5 separate regions of the Mus musculus genome follow, and regions 1, 2, 3 and 4 are each linked to region 5. The links are chromatin contacts, called in public HiCAR-type, HiChIP or PLAC-seq and promoter capture Hi-C maps. All regions are on one chromosome and are shown on one strand. The core of a region is the stretch at or near the end of the contact, and the rest is flanking DNA. Distances in the headings are between cores, read along the strand shown. Region 1 holds the start of Odf2 (outer dense fiber of sperm tails 2). Region 2 holds the start of Urm1 (ubiquitin related modifier 1). Region 3 holds the start of Zer1 (zyg-11 related, cell cycle regulator). Region 4 holds the start of Set (SET nuclear oncogene). Region 5 holds the start of Prrc2b (proline-rich coiled-coil 2B).

Region 1 (4,571 bases), core at 540-3,039, 2.3 Mb before region 5:
AGAGTGGAGACAATGATTCGTGGAGATTATAACACGCACGTGTTACTGAAAATTGAATCTAGGATTTTGCTCAGGTCAGGCAAGGGTTCTAACTCGGAGTTCCTGTCCCCAGCTGTATGCTCTTGCGGAACCTCAGGATGGTAGAGATAGGTAGGACTGAGGGATACAGACTGGCCTTCAACTAACTCATGGCCATCTCCCTCCTTCATTGAGATTACTGGCATGAAAAAAAGAAGAAGAAGAAGAAAGAAGAAAGAAGAAAGAAGAAAGAAGAAAGAAAGAAGGAAGAAGGAAGAAGGAAGAAGAAAGAAAGAAGAAGAAGAAGAAGAAGAAGAAGAAGAAGAAGAAGAAGAAGAGGAGAAGAAGAAGGAAGAAGAAAGAAAGAAGAAGAAGAAGAAGAAGAAGAAGAAGAAGAAGAAGAAGAAGAAGAAGGAAGAAGAAAGAAGAAGAAGAAGAAGAAGAAGAAGAAGAAGAAGAAGAAGAAGAAGAAGAAGGAAGAAGAAAGAAGAAGGAAGAAGAAAGAAGAAGAAGAAGAAGAAGAAGAAGAAGAAGAAGAAGAAGAAGAAGAAGAAGGAAGAAGAAGGAGAAGGAGAAGGAGAAGGAGAAGGAGAAGGAGAAGGAGAAGGAGAAGGAGAAGGAGAAGGAGAAGGAGAAGGAGAAGGAGAAGAAGAAGAAGAAGAAGAAGAAAGGCTCGGCTTGCTGGTGTACTCCTATAACCCCAGCAAGCAGCAGAGATAGGCAGATTTCTGCTCAAACGCAGCAAGTTCCAGGCCAGCCAGGGTTGCACGCACAAAATGAACCGTCAAGGGTTGACGAACAAATATGACATGGTAAGACTGCCCTGCCGGCTGTGGAGGTGGGAAGGTAGTTCACGCTCCAGGGAGGAGCTGGTGGGAGCACAACTACTGTGTTGGAGTTAAGGTGTCAAGGAAATGAGGTCTACCCAGCCCGGAGGTTGTTAAAGTCTCCCAGAATCCAGGGCGGGAACGTGAGCCTCGTGACAGTCCCCCACGATTGGCTAACAGGGAAGCATAGTTGAGAAGATGGCGGCTCAGCAGAGAGAACCTCAGCAGAGCAGGTCCGTATAGAAGCGGCGTACGGTGTGCGGGAGGGCGGCAGGGGCGTGGGGAGTGCGGCCTCTTCCTTCGGTTTGGGGCGTGTGGGAGAGGGGTACAGTTTGTGGAGTGTGCACAAGTTGTCTGCACTGAGCGGCCGAGGCATAGGAATGGCTTTCCAGAAGCCCCAGCCTGTCGCTTGTACAGACGCCCTCTGCGTCCAGCTTCCTCCTGTGTTTCGAGGGGAGCGCGTTAGGGTTCAGGATTCAGGAGGACCAGGGCAAAATGGCGGAGGGGACTCGGTGGCCTGAACGGTGGGGCAAGACCAGGCCGGCTGGCGCGGGAGGCGTCGCGTGTCTCCCTGACGACGGGGCGGTGGACAGGCCTCGTGACCCAGAAGTGGGCGGAGCGTCCCCGTGTGGGGCGGGGCATCTCTGTGACGCTGGGGGCTGGGCCTAAATGGCGAAACCCGAGAGGCTCCGGGGGGGGTTTGAACTGGCCAATGGGCGAGCTGCCGACCGGTTGTCGGAAAAGGAGGCGGAAGCGGGGAGGAGCCGCCGCGGGAGCCGGACTGCATCCGCCGCGGCGTCTCCATGGCACGACCCTGGCCTCCGACTTCAACGACTTCATAAGGAGACGGTTCTGGGCGCAGCCGTGCCGCTCTTGGTGAGAGGCCACGCGGCGGGGCAGGGCGTAGAGTGCCGCGGGTTCAAGCCCCGCGCTCCCGGGGCTGGCTCGACCGGGCACCGTCCCCGAGTCTAGGCGCGCTCCTTCCTGCGTCCGAACCCGGCCCGCCCCGCTCCTCGTTGGGCGCGGGCCCTTCCTCCTCCCGCTAACGGGCGGGCCGGCCGCCTCCGTCCTCTCCGGGCCATCGGCAGCGCTCTTTCCCTCCTCTGCTGTCCTCGGGCAGGGCTGCGCCCTTCTATGGGCAGAACCCCGTCCCCTCTTGCCCGCTGGTGGGTGGCCGTGCGCCCCATCCTCCCCGGAGGCCACCCCTGCTCTCTGCGGACTGGGCCGCAGCAGTTACATGCGCTCGGGGTGGGCAGGCCTCCGGGGACCCTCCAGACCAGCTCCAGGGATGTGGGTGATCCAGGAGCGGTCTGGCTCTCCATGCCGCCCCGCCTAGGCCGCCGCTCCACCCCTTCCATCTATTGGTTCTCCCTGGTAGCTATTCTGCCGGGAACGCCCCTTCACCTAGGAGACAGTTGCCCAGGCACTGTCCCGAAGATCCCTCCAGCTCCCTGTGCGGGTTCCCGCCCCTGGGGGGCCCACTTGGGGCCTAGCAGTTCTCACCTTCTTCGCACTCCAGGCAGCCCTCAGGTTTAAACCCTAGTAGCCGTCGGCCCGCTATTCTTCCCGGGTGGGGTCTGGGCATGCTGGTCGTTGTCCTCCTTTCAGTGACGTGGCCCCTCACTGTCCTGCCGCGCCCTCCACCTGCCTCCTGGCGGCGCACTCGGCACCCCGCAGGTCGCTCAGCCTCTCCTGTCTCCCTCCCTCCCCACTTTGGCAGGACAGTTGCTGTGCGACTTGGACAGTAGAGGAGCGCCTCCCAAGTTTTCATCCAACTGCCACCCCCAAAGCTTCCACCCTCCTCCCCTCAGAGAGAGGACGTTTGATGCCCGGCCCCTGAGATTCTCATTGGCCAGCCCCTCTGGGTCCCCCTGAGCAGAGCCTGCCGACCCAATTGCCCATCTTTGCGGCTTTGATGCTTAACCATGTCTGCCTCATCCTCAGGCGGCTCCCCCAGGTACAGCCAATGTGGGGGGCGCCTTTGCAGTAGGGCAGGGAAAGGTGGTCAGGGCTCCCCAGGCCAGGCTCAATGGAAACTTTTTTTTAGTTTCCCAGGTACTGAAAGTCTGGACCCAAAACACTTGAAAGTGACTTTGAAAGGGGAGGAGTAAAGACTCCCCTCCCCCGCCTACAGCTTACTAGTAGCAAACAAGATCACTCTTAATGCTTTGAGTTCAGCTTGGCTTCAGACTCACTAGGTAGTCAAGGTTGTGCTTGAATTCCCGATTCTCCTTTCTCCACGTCCCATGTGGTGGCTTAAAAGCGTTTCCCACCATGGCACCTCTAAACTAGTGTTAAAGTGAGCAGAGATATTATAAGTAAGTAGAAGGGGGGAAAACTTGAGGTTCTACTTTGAACAGTCTTCTTCCGAGTGGCCGTCCGGCTCGCTCAGTAGTTGTTTGTGAGCCGAGCAGAGTGCAGACCATGGTGCTGTTGCTTTAGGTTTCAGTCTTCCCCCTGAAGAGCTGGTGAGGTCGGCAGAAGGCTATCTGGGAACTGTGAGGAGGCAGTGGGCTAGGTTAGCTTTAACCATTGCAGACCGTTCTCCCCCAGCCGGGACTCTGGCTGGACTGCTGGTCTGGAGCACAGTATTGGCTGTTTTGCACTTGTCGTATTGGGCTGCATATGTACAAGCAAGGCTCTGGTGTGGGCAGTGAGTGGACCACGTTGGGAAGTGGGGTCTTCGTATGCTTCAGCAAGGGTGTGAGCCTTCCTTTTACAAGCTGGTGTCCCAGTGACTTTGCTCCTGAGCTGCATGTTTTAGGTTAACCTGTCACTGAACGCTTCCCCAGAGGAGCTTGGGGACTGTAACCCTTGTTGAGACTGGTGCCTTGGCAGCTTTTTTTTGGGTCACCTGATTGGAGATGACAGGTAGGCTTTCAGCACAAGGTCACAATACATGTGATGCGATGGCAGGTTTAAAAGGCCAGCCATGCAGACAGCCTACACCTGGTATCACCCTCCTGCTGAGCACACCATGCGCGCCTTGTGCTCATCTACAGAGAGCCAGGGGACTCAAGACTGCTGCTCCAAGCTGCCGACGCAATAGCCACCACATGCAGTGTGCCATTTCCCAAGAGCTGAGAAACAGGAGAACCTTGGCTTTCTGCTCATAATCTGGTTCTTGTGCCCGGGTGCAGGTTTCCATCGTGTGGGAAGAACGGAGTAACGAGTCTCACACAGAAAAAAGTCTTGAGAACACCTTGTGGCGCACCCAGTGTAACTGTTACGGTAGGTGACCCTCACAACGGTACCATCAGAACTGCTTCTGCAAGCCTTTGCTAGGGACTGCCCAGGTGCTCTGTATGGAGCTGGGAAGCATGGCCTGCTTGCTGATGAAGGAAGGAGTCAGGTGTGAGGAGGTTGTCTTGATAGCCTTCCAGGGACATCCCAACATCTTTAGAACAGATATTTTAAAAAGAAAAAAAAAAAGAAATAAAAGCATGAGAGAGAGGTGGGATGGGGGCTGCCGGCGGGCAAGGCTGTTCCTGGGGTCCAGCTCTGCTCACGTTTTCTCTGGAGTCTCTACACTCTCCTCACACTTGGCATCCCCACTGGCCTCCTCTGTGCCCTAGTGCCTTGCTTGCATGTGGCCTGCATGCATCTGCACCTTAACCATTTTGAGTGTTTCCCACACTAACTCGCATGTCTGGTTGGAAGATACAGCTTTGCAGCCGACCTGCACTAAGTCCAAGGCGGAGCTGCCCAGTCCGTCTGGCTTGGGTG
Region 2 (4,683 bases), core at 1,606-4,105, 2.3 Mb before region 5:
GCATGTTCAAGGGGAAAATGCGAGACGTTATTTTATTTTATTTAAAAGATTTATTTATTTATTTATTTATTATAAGTATACTGTAGCTGTCTTCAGACACCCTGGCAAAAGGCATCAGATCTCATGACAGATGGTTGTGAGCCACCATGTGGTTGCTGGGATTTGAACTCAGGAGCTTTGGAAGAGCAGTCAGTGCTCTTAACCGTTGAGTCATCTCCCCAGCCCCGTTATTTTATTTTTTTAAAGGTTTATTTTATGTATATGAGTACACTGTAGCTGTCTTCTGACACACCAGAAGAGGGCATTGGATCCCATTACAGATGGTTGTGAGCCACCAAGTGGTTGCTGAGAATTGAACTCAGGGCCTCTGGAAGAGCAGCCAGTGTGCTTAACTGCTGAGCCATCTCTCCAGCCTGAGATATGTTATTATTTTTTTTATAGATTTATTTATTTATTTTATGTATATGAGTACACCATTGCTCTCTTCAGACACACCAGAAGAGGGCAGCAGATCTCATTACAGATGGTTGTGAGCCACCATGTGGTTGCTGGGAATTGAACTCAGGACCTTTGGCAGAGCAGTCAGTGCTCTTAACTGCTGAGCCATCTCTCCAGCCTGAGACATGTTATTTTTAAAACAAGGTTTCTCTACATAGCCCTGGCCTTCAACACAGAGACAAGTCTGCTTCTGCTTGCTGAGTGCTGGCATGAAGGCCTTTGCCATCATGCCTTTCCTTCCCTTTTCTAGGCAGTATCTCCTCCCTAATTGAGGGTTACCGTGCACTTCTACTTCTGCATGCTTGGATCACAGGTAGACAACAGCATAGCCACTGATTTCTGCATCGCTGGAGTCCAACCCCAGGGCGTTGTGTATTCTAGGCAGGTAATTTGCCAACTCCTACACCCCCCCCCCCCCAAAAAATGCATTTAGAACAGTTCCATCCCTCCTCCTCAGGGCTTCAATAGCCTTCCTTCTCTCCCAGACTTTACAAGACATAGCTTGGCTCTGCCTACTTTTTTGTTTTGTTTTGCTTTTTCAAAACAGGGTTTCTCTGTGTAGCCCTGGCTGTCCTGGAACTCAAGAGACCTGCCTGCCTCTGCCTCCTGAGCTGGGATTAAAGGTGTGTCCCGCCACGGCCTGGCCTCCTGCCTACATTTTTAGCCTTACCATTGGCCAAGCTCTCTGCTCTCCAATTTGCTCCCTCGATATTCCAGTTAGTTTGCAACTTATGTTCTCCTCATAACTACCTGGCTAACTCTAATAAAAATTTAGAGCCCAGACAGTCCACTTTGGTATTTCTCATATGTATACCACCTGGTACTGTGACCAAACCCAGACCCTTGAGCAGGTGCAAGCACTGTACCATTGGGCTACATCTCCAGTTGACATTTTTCTTATCTTTTTTTTTCTTCATGTTTGTGGATGTGGGTGTATTCCTAAATCATCATTCTCCAATATATATATGATTTATATTTTTCAGTGTACTGTTTTTGTTTTTTGTTTGTTTTTCTAGACAGGGTTTCTCTGTGTAACCCTGGCTGTCCTGGAACTCACTTTGTAGACTAGGCTGGCCTCGAACTCAGAAATCCATCTGCCTCTGCCTCCCAAGTGCTGGGATTTAAGGCATGTGCCACCACCATCCGGTTCAGTGTACTGGTTTTTGCCTGAATATATGTAACTGGAACTGGAGTTAAAGTTGAGGACTGCCATGTGGGTGCTGGGAACCAACCCTGGGTTCTCTAGAATAGTAGCTAGTGCTATTAACCTCTGGGCCATCTCTGTAGTCCACTATTTTATGTATTGAGGCAGGGTCTTTCTGGAACTCAGAGCTTGCTCATTGGCTAGTGTAGGTTGCCAGCTTGCCCTGAGGAAGCCATCGTCACCTCCCTAGCTCTGGTATTGCCATGCTAACCATCATTTCACTTGGGTTGGGGATCTTATCTTTGATCTTTACACTTGCCCAGCAAGTACTTTATCAGATGAGCCATCTCCACAGCCCTAGCGTTTTTTTCACAAATCTCTATAATTCTAATTTTCTAACATCGGAAAATTTATTTCAGTTTAGGATTTCACATTTATTAGCATGGTTTGTACATTTGATTACGGCTGTCTCCCCGTCTCCCTGCTACACGGAGAGACCTAGAGACAAGAACTTCAGTTACAGCCGTTATTACTGACTCTCCACAGGACCAATCTGCCAGACACATTGTTAACTCAGTAACCGTGGAGTAGAAGACATACAATTCATCATCTGACACAGATGTTTGCATAGTAAGATGGCAGCTCCGGAGAGAGACAACAGGGTCAGAAACAAGAATTTGGAGTTACCTCGTTTTACTCCCTTAAGCGATGTTAGCTGGGTTGACAGGGTTCTTGTTTGTGGGTTCTTTGTTGTTTTTGGTTTTGTTTTGTTTTTGAACCCTGGGTGTCCTGTAATTCCCTACGTAGATCAGGCTGGCCTGGCACTCACATAATCCACCGTCTCTGCCTTTCTGAGGGCTAGGATTAACGGCGTGTGCCACCATGCGTGGCTTAAAAACAGATTTGTAGCCAATGAAAGATCAACAGTACGTGGCTCACAATCATGTCATCGGATGCTGATGAATTTCCCCTTAGACGTCTTTCTTCAGGAAGTCCCTTCCTGCTCGGTTTTTTTTTTTTTTTTTTTGGCCAGGTCCGCAAATAATGTAGACAATCAATTCCGCAGCCCACTGAGCGGGTGCCTTCGTCCAATAGCTGAGCAGTAACGAACGGATTTCGCCCCACCCCGTACCGCCTCTTCCGTTTACGCTTCCTGGTGGCGACCGGAAATAAACGGGCGCTCCGGAAGTTAAAGGGCGTGTCCTGCTAGTTTGGTTTCCTAAACATGGCGGCGCCCTTATGTGTGAAGGTGGAGTTCGGGTGAGTGAGATCTGGGGCGCCTTGGGGATGGAGCGAAGCCATAAGGCTCGGAATTCCGGACCTCTCTTGGCCTGCCGAGGCTGTGTCGCCCTCCGAGAGCCGGGATAATCCCCTGGCCTCTGACTGACGCGGTCTCTGTGGGTGACGAGGCCGTGAGTCCGAGAGTTGAGGCGCACACACGGGTAGGGAGATGCGTTTGGAATCCTTCGCCTTGCTCTGTATCATGTAGGACTGGGAGGCATTGACAGTGAGCAGGCGGTCTTCCGGCATGTTTCACCCGTGCCATTCCGAGCCCGACTCGCCTTGTCTGGTTTTTGAGCTTCTAAGGGGAGCGCACGAGTAGAGACGAACCCTGCTGAATAATCTCAGTTCTGTCTTCCCGCCTAGTGCCTTCCTAGGGGAAGTCTTGGCCAAGACAGGACCTTCCTCTTTCTCAAACCTTGTGTGTGTGTGTGTGTGTGTGTGTGTTTTCGAGACAGGGGTCCTCTCTGTTTGGCTGTCCTGGAACTCACTCTGTAGATCAGGCTGACCTCGAACACAGAAATCCGCCTGTCTCTGCCTCCCAAGTCCTGGGATTAAAGGCGTGGGCCACCACCGCCCGGCATACCTTGGAGTTTTAATTAGATTTTAATCTTTTGCAAAGTAGTTTGGTAAGTGTCTTCTGCAGAGTCCAGAGGAGCTACCGGGGTAAATAAGCTGCCACGGAGGGAGTGACTAACATTGGTAGTATATTATCCTTACTGTGAAAAGGTTCAGAATCCGGGTACACATCACTACTTGAAGGAACACGGGGAAAAGTGAAGATTGTCTCAAATCACCATTGTGTTCTTCCAACACACAGAATGCTTGTCATGGTTTCAAAACCTGCAGAAGACAGACTTCTTCGGAAGCTGAGAACAAAGAACTGAGGCTTCTAGAGATGGGTGGTTGGTTTCTAGAATCTTATGGAAAAGCTAGGGGTGTGTGTGTGTTTGTGTGTGTGTGTGTAGATGAAGAAGCCAAGGTTGAAGTGAAGGGAAACTCAAGGGTAGAGAGAGATGTAAAATTCCTTCCAAATGCCTTTCTTCGCCTTGGATGCCCCCCATTCCTTTCATGTTGTCCCTTCACTAGGCAGTTCATTCACCAGTCATTTATTGAGTGCCTACCATGTGCCAGGCAGTGAGCCAGACACCAAGGATACAAAGATAAATAGCACTCTGTCTAGTCCCTGCAGTGTTCAGCATTTCTGTCCCTTGGAAGGGAGTAGTCTCATGAATGTTAAGTGCAGTTTAATTGATGATATTGTCTTGCTGCTTGGATCCAATTAGGTTGGTCTGGCTTCCTGACTGCTTTACCTCTTCGAACCTTAGCCCAGCTAACACGGTATCCTCCCACCTCCCAAACTGGGCTATGAGGGGACTTCCTGATGCCTTGACCAGCTTCAGCAGAACTGAGAAGGAAGAAGTTACAGGCTCTCAGTGTTAATGTCTGTTGGTAGCCAACTTGCCTTTCATTCTCACTGAGACGTGGTATTTACTCAGCAGAGATGTGATCTTTCTGCCAGATACTGTGCTGGCAACAGTAAGGACGTCATCAAGTAAACCAGACCCTTGCCCTCAGAGTTTACAGACCCATACAGTTACTTTTTTTCTAGCCTCTACCTTCTTTGCCTCTCAGAGCAGCCGGACAGGACAACATTCTTTACCCACCTGTGCATCTCCTTCCACACCTCCCCAGATATGTGACCCATCAGAATTGCAGCTTCTTGGGGCATGGTGGCTCATGTCTGTTATCCCAGCATT
Region 3 (4,884 bases), core at 403-2,902, 2.0 Mb before region 5:
CCCTCCTGTCATGTACCACACTGCCACACATGCACCCTGTAGCTTAGCAGTCCTATTCTACAGATGGAAAGACCGAGGCAGAAGGTCACCTGCTCACATTCTAACTACGAGGAAACAGTAATGTGACATGACTTTCCCGCAGAAATCTCTTTTAATTTCTGCCATGGATGTTCAGTACAGACAGCAAGAGGGCACTTAAAACACAGGGCTGAAGTACATTGGTCATTTGTCACCTCAGACAATTGATTCTTCTCCAACATTTCAAAAATTACAAATCAACCCTGCATCACAAGCCAGTCCCTAATATGTTCCCTGCGGTTATTTCTTCTCACTTGATTTCCTTGCCACCCACTCTGCCTCCTTCATTCAGACCCAAGCGGGTTCTCTTGCCACCACAGGATCTTTGCGCCTGCTGCTGAATGCTGAGCCCCCAGAAAGCTGTAATGACTTTCTACCTCACTCATCTCTGCTCAGACAGAAACCTCATTAGAGACCTTCCCTGACCATTCTATACAGAGGTCCCAGTCTCTGCTTCGTGACACCTATTACTATCAAACATGTTGTACGTTTATTTACTGAATAAGGCAAAGCACATCGACCCTTCATACCTAACAAGAACCTCTTGGTCAAAGCATAGCTTCTGTGACCCCCCTTTCAATGCTATCTCCACCGGTCACTCTAACTTGAAGCCTGTAGAGAACCATTCTGTCAGAAACATCATTGAGTTAGCTTTTCCCAGGCATTAGGCACCACTACCCCCAACCCTCTGCTCCCCCTCCCGTCTCTGTCATACACACAAGGCACAAGCAAACCCGGGGAAGCTTTGACTGGTTAAAGAGCAGCTAAATCTACCCAGAGCTAGCCAGAGCGGTCAGTTTTAGTTTCACCTCACCTATGGGAGCCATTGATCTTCAGCAAGCCCACCCGCTCTTTTCCGACCCTGTTGCACTATCTTGTACCTTGGCATCGCATTTTGGGAGCTGATCCAGGAGCCAAGCCATCCCTAAGCTTTTAAGTAGCACGGCTTCGGGGGTTGGGAGAAGACCTAAACTCATCCAACAGGTAGGAGGGGCAGAGGCTGGCCTCCTAAGCCCTACGTTGAGCCCCCATTTTGCAAGGGCGAGCGTCGTTCTCATTCTAGAGAGAGCTCAATTTTCAAGGCAAAATCCTCAGACCTGGGTGGCAGGCGACGAGCGCCATCCCACCACTAGCCTGTGGTGGACCTCTGCAAGGAGTCGCAGCGACAATGCTTAGACCCTGAGACAGGGTGAAGAAAAGGATGCAGGTACGTCTCTTGGCTCGGCATTTAGGACGTACCCTAGGAGGGGGCGGCCCTCAACGGGGAGACAGGATGCTTCGCAGGCTTACAAGCGGAGGCTGCGGCCCGGGGGAATCGGCGGCCAAAGCGCCGCAGGAGGTCGGATCCGGTCCGGGTCCGGGTCGGCGGGGCGGGGCGGGGCAGGGCGGGAATGCTGCGACCGGAGCCCCGGACGGAGGCCGTTCCCTTGCCCTCGGGCCGCCGGCTGCTTGGCTCCGGGCCCAGCCCCTCCCCCCGATCCTGTTCCGAAGGCTTGGAGAGCCTGTGGCTGCGGGTGTGCTGTCAACAAAGCGTCACTTCCGGGCCGCCCCTTAGCAGCAGAGGAGGGGTTCTCTCGTCTTGTCCCGCCGCGAACGTGGGCGGAGGCGGCTGAAGGTTCCGGGTTCTCTGGGCTGCTCCTGCCCAAGCTGAGGCCCCAGTCTCCACGTTAGCTTCCAGGGTTCCTTCTAGCGAGGGGCTAACTCGCAGGAGCAGGTTCAGGACAGGATTGACTCCATCTTACCTAGTTAGTGCTGACTCACCCGGTGCCCAACCCGACGTCTTTTGGGCGGTCTCTAAGCAGCCACCACATTGCCCCTCAAAATGTGCTCCTCCTTCTTTCCTTCACGAAAAGGGCCATTCACCCAGGAGCTGTCAGATAGCAGGAGTGAGGCTGTTCTTGGCCACTGCGTTTTCTTCTAGTCACCAAGGATCTCTTAACAGTTGTTTCTCTCTTCCTCCAATAGTGCCCTACTGTCCATCATTTTATCTTTCAAAAATATTATTTTAATTATGTACATAAGTGTATATGTGCTTATGCACGTGACGGCAGCTGCCTGCTGAGGACAATAGCCCCGGAGCCCATGAAGCTGAAGTTACAGGTAGTTGTAAGCCCCACAAACGTAGGAACCGAACAAGCTCTCTGGTCTATACTTCCTTTTCATTTTAAGATTTTTTTCCCATTTATTTATATGTGTGCATGCATATGCACATGTGCAGGAGATCAGAGCACTGTTGGCTGGAGAGGGTTCTCTACACCAGCCACGTTGGTTTCAGGGATCAAATTCAGTCCTCACCATGCTTGTACCAAGCACCCTTACATGCTGGGCCATCTCACTGGCCCCATCACCATTTCTTCTCTTGATTTCTACCATAGCCTCCGAACACAAATCCCTTCGTTCCTTCTGCAGTCTCACAATCAGGGCATCCAGACTTTTCATCTACCTTCTCTCCTTACCCAGTCCCTCAGTAAATTGTTTCCTTCTGGTCTCCTGTCCAGAACGTTCACAGTTGAAATCAGTGTGGGCTCTTTGCATCTCTGTCATTCTAAGCTCAAACAATCAGGCAGTAGGCTTAAACATTTTTCTTACTGCCCTCCACATCTGGTAAACTAACAACACTTTTTGCTTAAGGAATGCCCTGGAGTGAGGTTAGAGAGAAAGAAGGGAGGGGATGTGGAGGCTCAAACCCAGGTCCTGTGGCAGACAGGAATTCTATCATTGAGCGCGCGCACACACACACACAAAATACTATACATACACCTTAATCTTAGCACTCAGGAAGCAGAGATAGGCAGATTCCGTTAGTTTAAGCTAGTTCCATGACAGCCAAAACTACACAAAATAACCATGTCTCTAAAACAAAAAACAAAACAAGAAAAGGAGAAAAAATAAAAGAAAAGAGAAAGTAGATACCTTAAGTAGGAAGGTAAATAACTCAAAATAGGTTCAGGAAGTCCCTGAAACTAACCAGATTCACTAAGACCCTCCCTGCCAGAGAAAAGAATAAAAAGTTGAGAGTTCTTAGTCAAGCTGAGCTGCAAAGAAGATACTGAGACCAGACCAGCTACATGTAAGAAGAGGAAACAAGCTGAGCTGCCTATGAGAGATTTAGACCACAGTCAGGTGGAAAGTACATTTCCCAGTCTGTTTAGCTCTCTGCAGACTATGCTCTGTGCTATAGGTTTCCAGCTTTTCTGAACTGTCATCTTCGCAGAGATGTGCCTTGGTCATGCCACTGTCTTTGAGTCATTTCTGTTCCTGTAAGTAATACCAATAAAACTCACTAGCTCACCAAACTGGACTGTGGTGGTATATTTGGTCTGTCCGGAATTCCCTATCCGGGGTGAGTAGACATGCATGTTGTTAACTTTCTAGGAAAAAATTGTCACATAACACCCTGTGTATGGCAATCCTAACTCAGCAATGTATTGAAACAATTCTACATGCACGACTGTCTTAGTTTAGGGTCACTATTGCTGTGAGGAAACACCATGACCAAAAGCAAGTTGTGGAGGAAAAAGTTTATTGGGCACACACTTGTCCATCATAGTCTTTGAAGGAGGTCAGAGCAGGAACTCAGATGGCAGAAGCCTGGAGGCTGGAGTCCATGCAGAGGTCATGGAGGTCACTTGTTTGCTCATCTTTGTTTGTTTGAGGCAGGATTTCTCTGTGTAACTCTGTCTCACACTATAGGCCAGGCTGGGGTTAAACTCAGAGATCACCTGCCTCTGCCTCCCATGCACTGGGATTGAAGGTGTGTACAACAAGTGGGCTGATACATCTAAGTATTTTTTAAAGATTTATTTATTTATTATATGTAAGTACACTTCATATAGGTGTCATTCTTCAGACACCCTAGAAGAGGGCATCAGATTTCATTATGGATGGTTGTGACCCACCATGTAGTTGTTGGGATTTGAACTCAGGGCCTTCGGAAGAGCAGTCAGTGCTCTTACCCACTGAGGAATCTCTCCAGCCCACATCTAAATTTTTATGCAGGCATTTTCTCAGTGAAGGTTCCCTTCTTTCAGATGACTCTATCCTGTGTCGAGTTAACATTAAACCAGCCAGTAAAATGACCAAGTGAGATTTATTCCTGGAATTCAAAGATGGGGGTCAATCTTTTTTTTTTTTTTTTTTTGGTTTTTTGAGACAGGGTTTCTCTGTATAGCCCTGGCTGTCCTGGAACTTACTCTGTAGACCAGGCTGGTCTCAAACTCAGAAATTCGCCTGCCCTGCCTCCTAAGTGCTGGGATTAAAGTCGTGTGCCACCACGCTCTGCTTTAGGGGTCAATCATTCTAATACAGGGCATTGACATAAGAAGGAGAAAAGCATCTTTAATCCCAGCACTCTGGAGGCAGAGGCAGGCGGATTTCTGAGTTTGAGGCCAGCCTGGTCTACAGAGTGAGTTCCAGGACAGCCAGGGCTATACAGAGAAACCTTGTCTCAAAAACAACAGCAACAACAACAACAACAACAAAACAAATCAAAAAACAGTTAAGAACACTGTCTGCTCTTCCAGAGGTCCTGAGTTCAACTGTCAGCAACCACATGGTGGCTCACAGCCATCTGAACTGGGATCTGATGCCCTCTTCTGGTGTGTCTAAAGACAGTGACAGTGTACTCACATATATAAAATCAATAAAATTAAAAAAAAAAAAAGATTTAACCCTGTCTGGCTGTGATCCCAGTACTTGTGTAGAAGCAGGAGGATCACCTAATGTTATTCCAGGTCATACTTGGCTACATAGAGGTCACTCCAGGCTACCTAATAGCCTGCTCTTCTGAGTTTGAGGCTAGCCTGG
Region 4 (4,991 bases), core at 1,351-3,850, 2.1 Mb before region 5:
CAGCGCCCCCCCCCCCCTTCTGCTTTGATTTCCCTTAGTATGCTCCTTGTATTCATCTTGAAGTTCAGGGCCCAATCAGAGGAAGGCCCCGTGGGTCTTCTGTAGATTTATGCTGTGGTCACAGGCACCAACCCTTGGACCAGACGTTGTGGTTGAAAAAAACTTCAGTTTTCAGAGCAAGCTTCTTTCTACCTGGGAGTGGCCCATTAAGTCAGTCTATCTAGGCTTGTAGGTAAAAAAAGGAAAGAGATTGGAGAAGTGGTGGTTCAGTGCTTAAGAGCACATTGGCCTTGCCAGGGACCTGGATTTAGTTTCTAGTACTGCAGTGGTGGCTCCCAGCTTCGGCTCCAGGAGGATCCTCTTCTGGCCTTTGCACATAGCACAGTTAAATACTACAGACAAAACACTCTTCTGGGTAAAAAGTAATTTTTAAATTGTTTGTGTAATACAAAGAGAAAGAAACAGACATTCTTGGTGGGTTGGTTTGTTTCCCCCACCCCCCACCCCCCCCGTGGGTGTGCGCCAAGACTTGATGTCAGCTCTTGTCTCTTAAGCCACATTTAAGACATTAGGGGTTTGGGGAGTGAAGAGCAGAAGTTCAAGGCCATCCTTTTCTAGTTCCACTCCCCACCTCCCAACCCCCAGAAAAAGAAAATAACTGGTTTATGTTGGTTCCTTCTCTTGTAAAGTTGAGTTGCCGGTGGGGCTGCCTGGCAGATGACAGTTTATCAGGCACTAGACCTGGGGATCCATTCCCATTACTTAACCCAGTTTAGTTTATCTGTAAAATATACTTAGTATCTTGTTTTGGAAGAGTTTGAGGCAGGGGTCGTGGCTGAGTGATAGGGAACTTGCCTCTTAGGATCCAAGCCCTGTTTTTTAACCCTAAGATTATCTGTAAAAGTTACTTTGTATCTTATGAGGGTTACAGGAAAATACAGCCAAATGCAGCAGGAGCCTAGGGTAGTGATTTGGTATGGGAGTGCTAAGGGCTAATGCTCTAGCCCTTTTACTTTTAGACACTTAGACACTGTAGCCCAGGCTAGCCTCTGCCTCAGCCTAAGTCCTTGTTTTGTTTGTGGAATTTCTTTGCTACTGTGTGCCAGGACCTCACAGGGCTATCAGGAATCATTCCTGGTGAAGGCATCACCTGAGTTTTAGCAAATGTTAGTCACAGTTTATAGCTCTCCTTTTTGTCAGACCGTTCCCTCTTTAAGAAGCCTGTCCACAGTTGCCTGTGTTGGAGGTCTCTAGGCTTGGGAGCTGTGTGGGTTAGAGGTCCTTAGAGGTTGTCGCCAGATTTAAGCTTACCAATTGCAACAGATGAGTGCAATTAATTCACCGACTTGAGCATAAGGTGCACCACCAGGAAGGCCTAGCTGAATTTCCTGGAGTTGAGATGGAAACTTGGAGGAGCACATTTGTATTCTCTCACCATGGACTGTATATATATATATATATATATATATATATATATATATATATATATATATATATATATATGATGTATTTTACATTTATTGTCTACCCACCATGAATGACTTGACTTAAAGCCACATTGCTTTATGTATAAGAGCTGATAATAAAACGGGAATACTGAGAGTATGGATAGTTCAAGCTCTAGTGGTAGAGGAACCAGGTAGAGAGCTTTCTGGATTTCCAGGACCACGTGTTGGGATCCAGGTAGACAGAGAACTATCTTTTCAAGTCCTGAAAAACAGTGTTTAACCATTAAATCCCTCCGACATAGTGCTTAAGGACTTTTTAATAATCTAAAGCTGTTTTTGTTTGTTTGTTTGTTTGTTTTACTGTTTTAGCCTTTGACTTTTAAACATTTCCCCATTTGTCATCACCAAAAATGTGCTTCCCTCACCACTGAGATCAGGACACCTGTACGAAGTTGAGCAGAAGGACCTGTGGCAGAAAGGTCCTTCCTACAGTCAGAGAACTTTCCTGTGGTTCTTTTGAGTGTGAATATGTAACAGATTTTTAAAAATTCAGAACCGAGGGCAGAGGCTTGAATTGGCCCATGCATAAACCCGGTCCCGCGTGTAAACTGGATAGAGGAACTGCTTGCGTGTGGCTCTGCACAGCAGCCTAGAGTTTGAGTCCCCAGCTTCTCCATCTAGAAAAAAATGAAGGTGCCCGGGTGCAGAACTCAGGCGCCTGATTGTAGCCAGGGTACTCCTAAGGCCTGTACTTTTGAGGGGCTGCGCGCGCCCCCTCTCCAGAGCCCCCAGCCGCCCCGCTAAGGGAAGCCACTGAGCCACCACGTGATGGAGTATTGGGGAACGGAGGCCCCGCCTCTCAAGTCACCGCGCGGCGCGCAAATGTCCCGGGTCGGCTGGAGAAGGGGAGAGCGGGGGAGGGGAGCACCGCGCGGGGGCAGGACCATGCGTCGCTGAGCCGCTTCCTCCCGCCTCTCGTCCAGGCCCCAGTGTCCCCACCGCCGCCGCCGCCACCCGCCACGGCCCCGCCCCCTGCCCCGCGGCCGCGGCCAATCGCTGTACGGCGCGAGCCTCTCCGGCCGGGGGCGGGACTTGCGCAGGCCCGGCGCGCCTGCGCTCTGCGGCCTGCCCCTCGCCGGGAAGAGGAGGAGGTGGTGGTGGAGGAGGTGGAGGAGGAGGAGGAGGCGGCTCAGGGCAATCCAGAAGCGAGCCGGAGCGCGGGGCGCGAGTCGAGGAGCCCAGCCGAGCCGCCGCCGCCTCCCCGCCTTCAGCGAGAGCCCCGGCCGGGGGCTCGCCACAACGCGCCCGGGCCTGCCTCCGCGTCAGGCCCCGCGGGCAGTGCCAGGCAGCCAGGGGGAGGGCAGGCAAGTGAGCGCCGGGAGGAGGCGGCCGGAGCGAGCGGGCGCCGCGCGTGTGGCGTGAGGGGAAGCCGCTGGCCGCCCCCTTGGCCGTCCCTTCGCTCCCCCTCCCCGCTCCCCGCCCCGATCGCGGAGGGCACCATGTCTGCGCCGACGGCCAAAGCCAGTAAAAAGGAGCTCAACTCCAATCACGACGGGGCCGACGAGACCTCAGGTGAGGACCGGGCGCGGCGGGGGCCCGGCCGCGCCGCCATCTTTCGGCCCGGACCGCGGGGCTGCGGGGGGCGCGCGGGGGCCGGAGAGCCGGCGCCTTTTTTGTGTGCGGCCCGGGACCGGGGGGCCGGGGTGGCGCCGTGGCGGTGAGCGGTGCGGCCGAGGCGGGGGCGCTGCGGCCTGCGCGGCGGGCGGAGACCCCCCCTTCCCCCCGCCCGCGCTCTCCTCCCCCTCCCTCCCTCCCGAGAAGCCTCTCTTTATTGTGCTCCGCCATGATGCCTCGCTCCCATCAGCCGCCACCGCCGCCACATGGTGCGGCCGGACGCAGCCTTGCGGCCGGGCCTCTAGTGCCGCCCTGCTTCCCGCCCTGAGCCGGCGCTACCGCGGAACCGGGAACCGGGGTTTGGGGCGGGGTAGGGGCGCGGAGCCGGCGGGAGGATGCTCCAGGCTGCGCGGGTTGCGCACCCCACGTGGGGCAGCCACACTCGGGCGCGCCGGGGGTGCGAGGAATCTGGCCCCGAGGCCGTATGATGCAGGGGCTTCAGGGGCCTTTAGGACGCCTAGCCCTCGCCTGGAGGGTCGTTTCGAGCCCAGGACAGCTGCAGAGCCCGGGCTGGTTACCGGAAATGAGACGCGCGATCGGGCCCCTTCACGCCCACTTGGCTTTGTAAAAGCCTTCACAACCCTCGGACAAAAGGGCACGAAATAGGAGCACACCCCCTCTCCTTTTTATGGCTCCAAGTTTTTGAGTAGGGTTTTCCCACGAAGTGTCCTGAAATACTGCACGGCCGTATATGATGACCAATCTCATCAAGAATGGGTTGAAGGAGTAAGGTCAGGTTTACATTCTAAGTCTGAGAAGACGACTCCGGGAAGTTTGGTGACTAACTGGTCTTTGTCGGTGTATATTGATAATCATAACAAATTGAGAGCACTTTAAATTTTTTTAAAGCAGTTATAACAGTTGATAGTATCCTAATTTGTTTTATGGCCATGGACTAGTTTCCACACTAAGTGGCAGCTGGCACTGGCACCCTTTCTCTTACAATTGTATAATATTAGTAATAAACATGAAAAATTCTTGAATGAGGTGAAGCCTCTCATTCACCTTTAATAATGAAGGCCAATGATTGCACCTTTGTAACGAACGAAACTCTTTGAAAAGTAATCCAGGAGTGAAGCATTTTTCCGAGTAGCGGAGTAGATGCCTTAATTTGTGAATGGTAGGGTAATGAGAAAGTAATTCTCAACTGCGTGCTCGAACACGTGGGGAGCATGCTTTGTGGTGAGCTTCACTGTTGCAGTTCCCATCCTGGGATCAGGAAGAGGAGCTTGTAATTAGTGTTGAGTCTTATGTCCCCTTTCTTGTTTTGCAGAAAAAGAACAGCAAGAAGCAATTGAACATATTGATGAAGTACAAAATGAAATAGACAGGTAAAATATATTAATTCATGTTATGGAAAGTTCTCTTGTGGAACTGATTTGGCATCAGGTAACTACAGGAAGGTTTTGGTGAGCACACTCGTGTTTCAGTCTGGTTATAACTCCCGGGTTAATGTAATCTTTCCTCAGCCTTCCCAGGTGCGGGGGTACTGTAGGTAGGGTGCTCTTTCAGAGGTGCAGAATTAGAGTCTGGCTGCTGCTACCTGGGTTTTTTTGGTTTTTCAGAGACAGGGTTTCTCTATAGCCCTGGCTGTCCTGGAACTCACTCTGTAGACCAGGCTGGCCTCAAACTCAGAAATCCACCTGCCTCTGCCTCCCAAGTGCTGGGATTAAAGGCATTTGCTTGTTTTGTTTCTTGATTAACCTTCACTTACACTTTCTGCTACTGGGGACACAATAACTATTTGGAAATACAGTATACAGAAATACAATGTTGCCAGACTGGAGATGAGCTGAGTTAGCTCAGTGGTTTTGGTTGTCAGAGGACTGGGCTGCAGGGTAGCAGATACTCTGTTCCTAAGCAGGGAGA
Region 5 (5,090 bases), core at 1,448-3,947:
CCTGTAGCTCAGTTGACCTAGCACATACAAAGCCCTAGGTTTGATCCTCAGCACTGAGTGGGCAACACACGTGTAATCCTGCACTTGGGGAGGTGGAGGCAGGAGGATCACAAGTTCCATGTTATGCTGTAACCCAGACTGGCCTCTAGCTTCCTATGTAGCTCAGGATGGCTTTGAACTTCTGACTCTTGCCTCTTTCTCCTAGGTGCTGGGATTCCATACCTGTCTACACTGCTGCATCCTGATGTACTGATTTATATTTGAAATAGGGTCTCGCTACATAGCTCTAGCTGTTCTAAGGCTCACTATGTAGCTGAGTCTGGTCTCAAATTAGCAGCAATCCTCTTGCTTCAGCTTCTCCAAGATTGGGATTACAGGCATGTGCCACCACTGTCTGGCTAGCAGGTTTATCCTAGAGAGGAGATACATAGAAGTTGTCATGGATAGAAAGCAGTAATGTTGGGAAAGCATAAGAAAATTATAGTGCCAGACGTGGTGGCACACGCCTTTGATCCCAGCACTCGGGAGGCAGAGGCAGGTGGATTTCTGAGTTCGAGGCCAGCCTGGTCTACAGAGTGTTCAGGACTGCACAGAGAAACCCTGTCTCGAAAAACCAAAAAAAAGAAAAAAGAAAAAAGAAAAAAAAAAGAAAATTATAAAACTACCCAAAAGAACATGCCCCAGACACTGGGCTTGGCATTCCATTGAAATGGTTTTTGTTTTTTTCCAGGACCTAGTTGAGCGGCCTTGGAAAAGCTGTATATCCTCTCAGTCCCTCTTTTTTCTTACAATAATAAGTGCTTCAGAGTTGGCATTAAACCAGACAAGCCCAGCCCACTAACAGAGGACACCATAGCAGCTGGGATTTAGTCTCTTCAGGAGAGTGCCTAAGATGGTCCCACACTTTTCTTCTGAGTAGCTGAACCCAGGGCCTCCTGCATTGAAGCGACAAAGTCTACAACTGAGTTACATCACCAACTATTTCTTTTTAATTAAGATTGATTGATTGATTGATTGATTTATTTATTTTACACCAGAACAGGGCAGACCCCATTACAGCTGGTTGTGAGCCACCATGTGGTTGCTGGGATTTGAACTCAGGACCTCTGGGAGAGCAGTCAGTGCTCTTAACCACTGAGGAGCCATCTCTCCAGCCATATATATGTTCTTGTTTCTTGAATGTTATTTTTAATTGCTAGGATATCTGGAATAGATAAGGAGAACCTAGCACTGCACAGTAACCTCGAAGGGAGCCAGTCTCTCTCCCAGGCCTTTTGTTCTGCATTCACACGAATACACACCCAAGTGGGGTGGTTTATGTCATGTTTTAAAAAGGGTGAAGTGGCCGGGCAGTGGTGGTGCAAGCCTTTAATTCCAGCACTTGGGAGACAGAGGCAGGCAGATTTCTGAGTTTGAGGGCAGCCTGGTCTACAGAGTGAGTTCCAGGACAGCCAGGGATACACAGAGAAACCCTGTCTTGAAAAACAAAACAAAATAAAACAACAACAAAAAAAGGTGAAGTGTCTATACGGTGCACTTGTTATGGAAGGGAGACCTTGCTGTGGAATGGTGCAACGAACCACTTCTGCCGTACCACTTCTGCCGTACCACTTCTGCCGTACCACTTCTGCGTGTTTCCTGCATGTATCTTGCCACTGGGATCCCCCTCTCCCTCCACACATTCTAACAGGTCAGGACTGTCAGGCTGTCAGGTTTGTCTGTCAAGAGGCTCTAGAGCTCTGGGGGTGGTGGGAGCAGGATCCAAGTTCAGTCCCTCTTCTGAGCCCCCCTCCCTCTCAGGTCTGCATCCCCTGCCTTTTAGGGTGCTGAGTCCTCCCCATTCTCCCCACCCTTTTGCATTCTCACCCCAGAGCTCTCCCTGGGGTCCCCTCCCAGTCTATGTCTGCTTCTTTCAAGAGCCCCTCCCCCACCCATGGAGGAGGCCTTCTCCATGGGTGGGGGTGGTCTTCAACCAGATCCACTCTCCGTTGAGATTCCTCTTCACCAGGAGCCTCTCTCCATGAAGACCCCTCTGATTTGGGACCCCATCTCCATCCATGTATCTTGCTACTGGGATCCCCCTCTCCCCCCAGTTCCTTTACTTTTTCTCCATTTGAGCCGTCCTCTCCATTGCAGCCTCTTTGCACCAGGGCTTCCTCCTTCTCCTGGTTCCTTTCCACCTAGGCCCCTTCTCCATCAAAGTCCCTCTCCACCAAGGCCTCTTCTCCATCAAGGTCCCTCTCCACCAAGGCCTCTTCTCCATCAAGGTCTCTCTCCACCTAGGCCCCTTCTCCATCAAGGTCCCTCTCCACCTAGGCCCCTTCTTCATCAAGGTCTTTCCATTTGGGCCCCTTCTCCACCTCGGCCTCCTCTCCACGTAAGCCCCTTGTCCATCAAGGTCCCTCTCCACCGCGTCCCCTCTCCAGCCGAGCCTCCTCTCCATCTAGGTCCCTCTCTTCCGCAGCCCCTCTGCACCGCGGCCCAGCTCGCTCCCCGCGCTCTCCCTCCTCCTCTCCCCCGCCCTCCCTCCCGGGACAGGGGCGACGCAGCAGGGGGCGCTGCGCGGGCCACCGTGCGGGCGGCGGGCGGGGGCGGCGCGGAGGCGGAGGCGGCGGCGGCGGGGGGCGGGGAGCCGAGCGCGGGCGGGAGGCGGCGGCGAGCCACAGCGCCGAGGCTCCAGCGAGCGCCGAGGAGCGGGAGGAGGAGGAGGAGGCAGAGGCAGGAGCGCAGAGCGCCGAGCCCCGCGCCGCCGCCGCGCAATCCGCCGCCATCCGCCGCCCCCGCGCCCGGCCGCCGCCCGACCGCCATCGCCCGGGCCCGTCGCGCGCGGACGCAGACCAGGTGGGCCGGGGCCGGGGCCAGGGCAGAGGCCGGGGTTGCGCTTTGTCTCCGCGGCGGTGCGCTGCGGCGGGCGCGGGGCTGCGGCCTGGGCGGCCTGCTCGGCGCTCCCCAGCTCGCCATTGTTGTGTCTTCGCGGCCAGGGCGGGAGGACGGCGGGCCGAGCGGGGCTGGGCAAGGCTCGGGGTCGGGATCGAGCCCGAGGGCTCTCCTGCGCCCGGGGACGGCGGCCTTGTCGGCCGGGGTGGGGGACGCGGGACCCCGAGGCCGCCCGGAACCGCAGGCCGAGCGCCGCCCCGGCTCGGGTGGGTTCGGCTGAGGGAAGCGGGGTGGTGTTTTCACGGCACCCGGAGCCGCTGCTAAAAATGTTTAATGATAAACAGGATGTCGCTGCTCGGGGCCTGCCAGATTGATTTTTTTGTTTGTTTCTTTTTCTTCGTCTACCTTTTAAGAGAGAAATGCAGACCTATTGAGATAGATGGTGGGCCTCTCTGGAGAGGATCTGCCTGCATAAAAGTGGACGCTGCTGCTTTCCTTTCTTCTTTGTAAATATCGTGGGGGGATGAAGCCCACTGTTAGGCAAGAATAGGTGTCGCCCCCCTTCCCCAGGCAATGGTGAGCTTGAAGGAAGTGGGAGAAGGGGGGCGCCGATGCTCTCCGGAGTGTGTCATTTGCTAAATGGCTGCCTGGGAGAAACCTTTATAAAGCTGTCTTTTGCAGGGTAGTTAAATTTCACCTACGTTTTTTCTTTCCTGGAAAGGTTAGCGTGTATTTCGGTGTGTTGTCTGTTTGCGTTGTATATCTCACTTGGGTTTTCTGTCCGTCTGTCTGAAGCCTCAGCGCCCTTTCTCAGCAGTACAACCGCAGGGGCTTGCTTTGTATCGTAATGTCTGCACCGTCGTGGTGCAAGCTGGGACCTGAGGGGTACAGGCTGTGGAGTGGGATGCTTGCTGCCACCGAGGGACTACTCAGCCTTCACAGGCAGAGAGGCATGACTTGGCAAGCCGTCGGTGCTCTGTAGTTACTCTGTGCTGTCAACCTAGGACAGAAGGCTGGCCACTTGTGGTGTCATCCATGCTGGGGCATGCCACAGGTGCTGGTTTGAAGTGGCAGCGTTGGAGAAGGGATTCAAAACATTGGGTGATGTAGGACTGCTGGAAGTTCCAGGTCAGCCTGGGCTACATGGTGAAAACCCAACAAAATACCCACATCCGTAGGTACTTTGGTTAGTGCTGGGCCTCAGTGGGGAGGAGGCACGGACTGCGTTAGTAGCCCCCGTCAGAGCAGGGGGTTGTCTGGCTTTCAGTGGGCTGGAATTGTATAGGATGGATAGGAGAAGAGACAGGAACTCGGGAGTCTTGACTTTGGAAGAGAACTGCCCTCCTTGGGGATGGGCAAATAATTGTTCGGGGAGCCTTCAGCTTGTTCAGGCAAGTGTCCCTCTTGGAGCCATGTTCAGGTCCTCTTGAGTGACTTTACCCAAGTCTCTGAGCCCCAGCTCTTGCATCTATAAAATGGGAATAATAAGACTCCTGCTGTATCTCGTGGGAGCCTCCGGTAAGGTTCACAGCAGAGCGTTTCTGTCCTGGGAAGGTGGTAGACATGGACATTCTCGCAGGTTCCTTGGTTTTGTTAGTTCCTTTTAAATCCTGACTTTTCCTCGTGTTGTGGCTTGTGGAATTGGGGACCCCCTGCAAATGCTGTGACCAGCAAATTGTTTCAGGGCTGGCTTAAAGGTCCAGGGGAGCTCAGCTAGATTCCGCTGCTAGTGGGAGACCATGGAAGGGTTTCAGATAATGAATGGGGAGACAGATATTGGTCTCACTCTGTGTGGTGACGTAGGCCTTGGCTCTTGGAGAGCCCTGGTTAACTTGCTGGTTTCCAGTTGGATAGACAGTGACTTGCAGTCTGGGAGGGAGAGGTGTGTGTGTGTGTGTGTGTGTGTGTGGTGTTGCTTCATTTGCCTTAATCATTTGCTGAGTTTAAGGCGCTTCCATGTCCCCTCCAGGGCCTTTTCTACACTTGCCATTTGGCTCATCCTTGCTGTCTGACCTCCCTTGCCAGTCTGGTCCTGGTCTGCCTGTGGCTGGTGGATTAGGGAAGGTTGAAGTCTACTGTCCCTGCCCCCAGGATTGTAATTCCTGGCGGAGCTCGCTGCTCATGTGGGGCCTGCTCTGGTCCTCCCCACTCTTCCGTGGGAAGGAGAGGGTGAGGGAGGGGAAATCCCTGGGCACTTGAGAGTCAAAAGCCTT

Evidence for each region. Promoter capture Hi-C pulls out the DNA fragments that hold promoters and counts their contacts. HiCAR-type assays count read pairs that join an accessible place to other places. HiChIP or PLAC-seq counts read pairs in DNA pulled down with a chosen protein or histone mark.
Region 1: an H3K4me3 HiChIP or PLAC-seq map of embryonic forebrain shows a contact between it and region 5, with 3 times the contacts expected there. The contact joins the promoter of Odf2 here to the promoter of Prrc2b in region 5. A contact is called at or near these places in 1 of 39 promoter capture datasets (pre-B cells) and 1 of 115 datasets of contacts at active chromatin or transcription factors (embryonic forebrain).
Region 2: a contact with region 5 is called in an H3K4me3 HiChIP or PLAC-seq map of stem cell-derived neural progenitor cells, with 4 times the contacts expected there. The contact joins the promoter of Urm1 here to the promoter of Prrc2b in region 5. A contact is called at or near these places in 1 of 39 promoter capture datasets (liver) and 2 of 115 datasets of contacts at active chromatin or transcription factors (embryonic forebrain and stem cell-derived neural progenitor cells).
Region 3: a contact with region 5 is called in a promoter capture Hi-C map of liver, with 4 times the contacts expected there. The contact joins the promoter of Zer1 here to the promoter of Prrc2b in region 5. A contact is called at or near these places in 3 of 39 promoter capture datasets (liver and pre-B cells) and 2 of 115 datasets of contacts at active chromatin or transcription factors (astrocytes and double positive thymocytes).
Region 4: a HiCAR-type map of astrocytes shows a contact between it and region 5, with 5 times the contacts expected there. The contact joins the promoter of Set here to the promoter of Prrc2b in region 5. A contact is called at or near these places in 2 of 115 datasets of contacts at active chromatin or transcription factors (astrocytes and embryonic stem cells).

What each region holds. Positions count from the first base shown.
Region 1 is chr2:29,888,201-29,892,771 of GRCm38.p6, forward strand. Odf2 (outer dense fiber of sperm tails 2) reads left to right here and starts at 1,790. Exons shown (of 21, transcript NM_001369060.1): 1 at 1,790-2,011; 2 at 2,566-2,802; 3 at 3,986-4,076. The coding sequence starts at 2,771.
Region 2 is chr2:29,824,534-29,829,216 of GRCm38.p6, forward strand. Urm1 (ubiquitin related modifier 1) reads left to right here and starts at 2,856. Exons shown (of 5, transcript NM_026615.4): 1 at 2,856-2,902. The coding sequence starts at 2,868.
Region 3 is chr2:30,122,959-30,127,842 of GRCm38.p6, forward strand. Zer1 (zyg-11 related, cell cycle regulator) reads right to left here and starts at 1,653. Exons shown (of 16, transcript NM_001290503.1): 1 at 1,318-1,653.
Region 4 is chr2:30,063,874-30,068,864 of GRCm38.p6, forward strand. It overlaps Set (SET nuclear oncogene), which reads left to right and starts at 2,601. Exons shown (of 8, transcript NM_001204875.1): 1 at 2,601-3,020; 2 at 4,396-4,453. The coding sequence starts at 2,948.
Region 5 is chr2:32,148,451-32,153,540 of GRCm38.p6, forward strand. It overlaps Prrc2b (proline-rich coiled-coil 2B), which reads left to right and starts at 2,698. Exons shown (of 32, transcript NM_001159634.1): 1 at 2,698-2,841.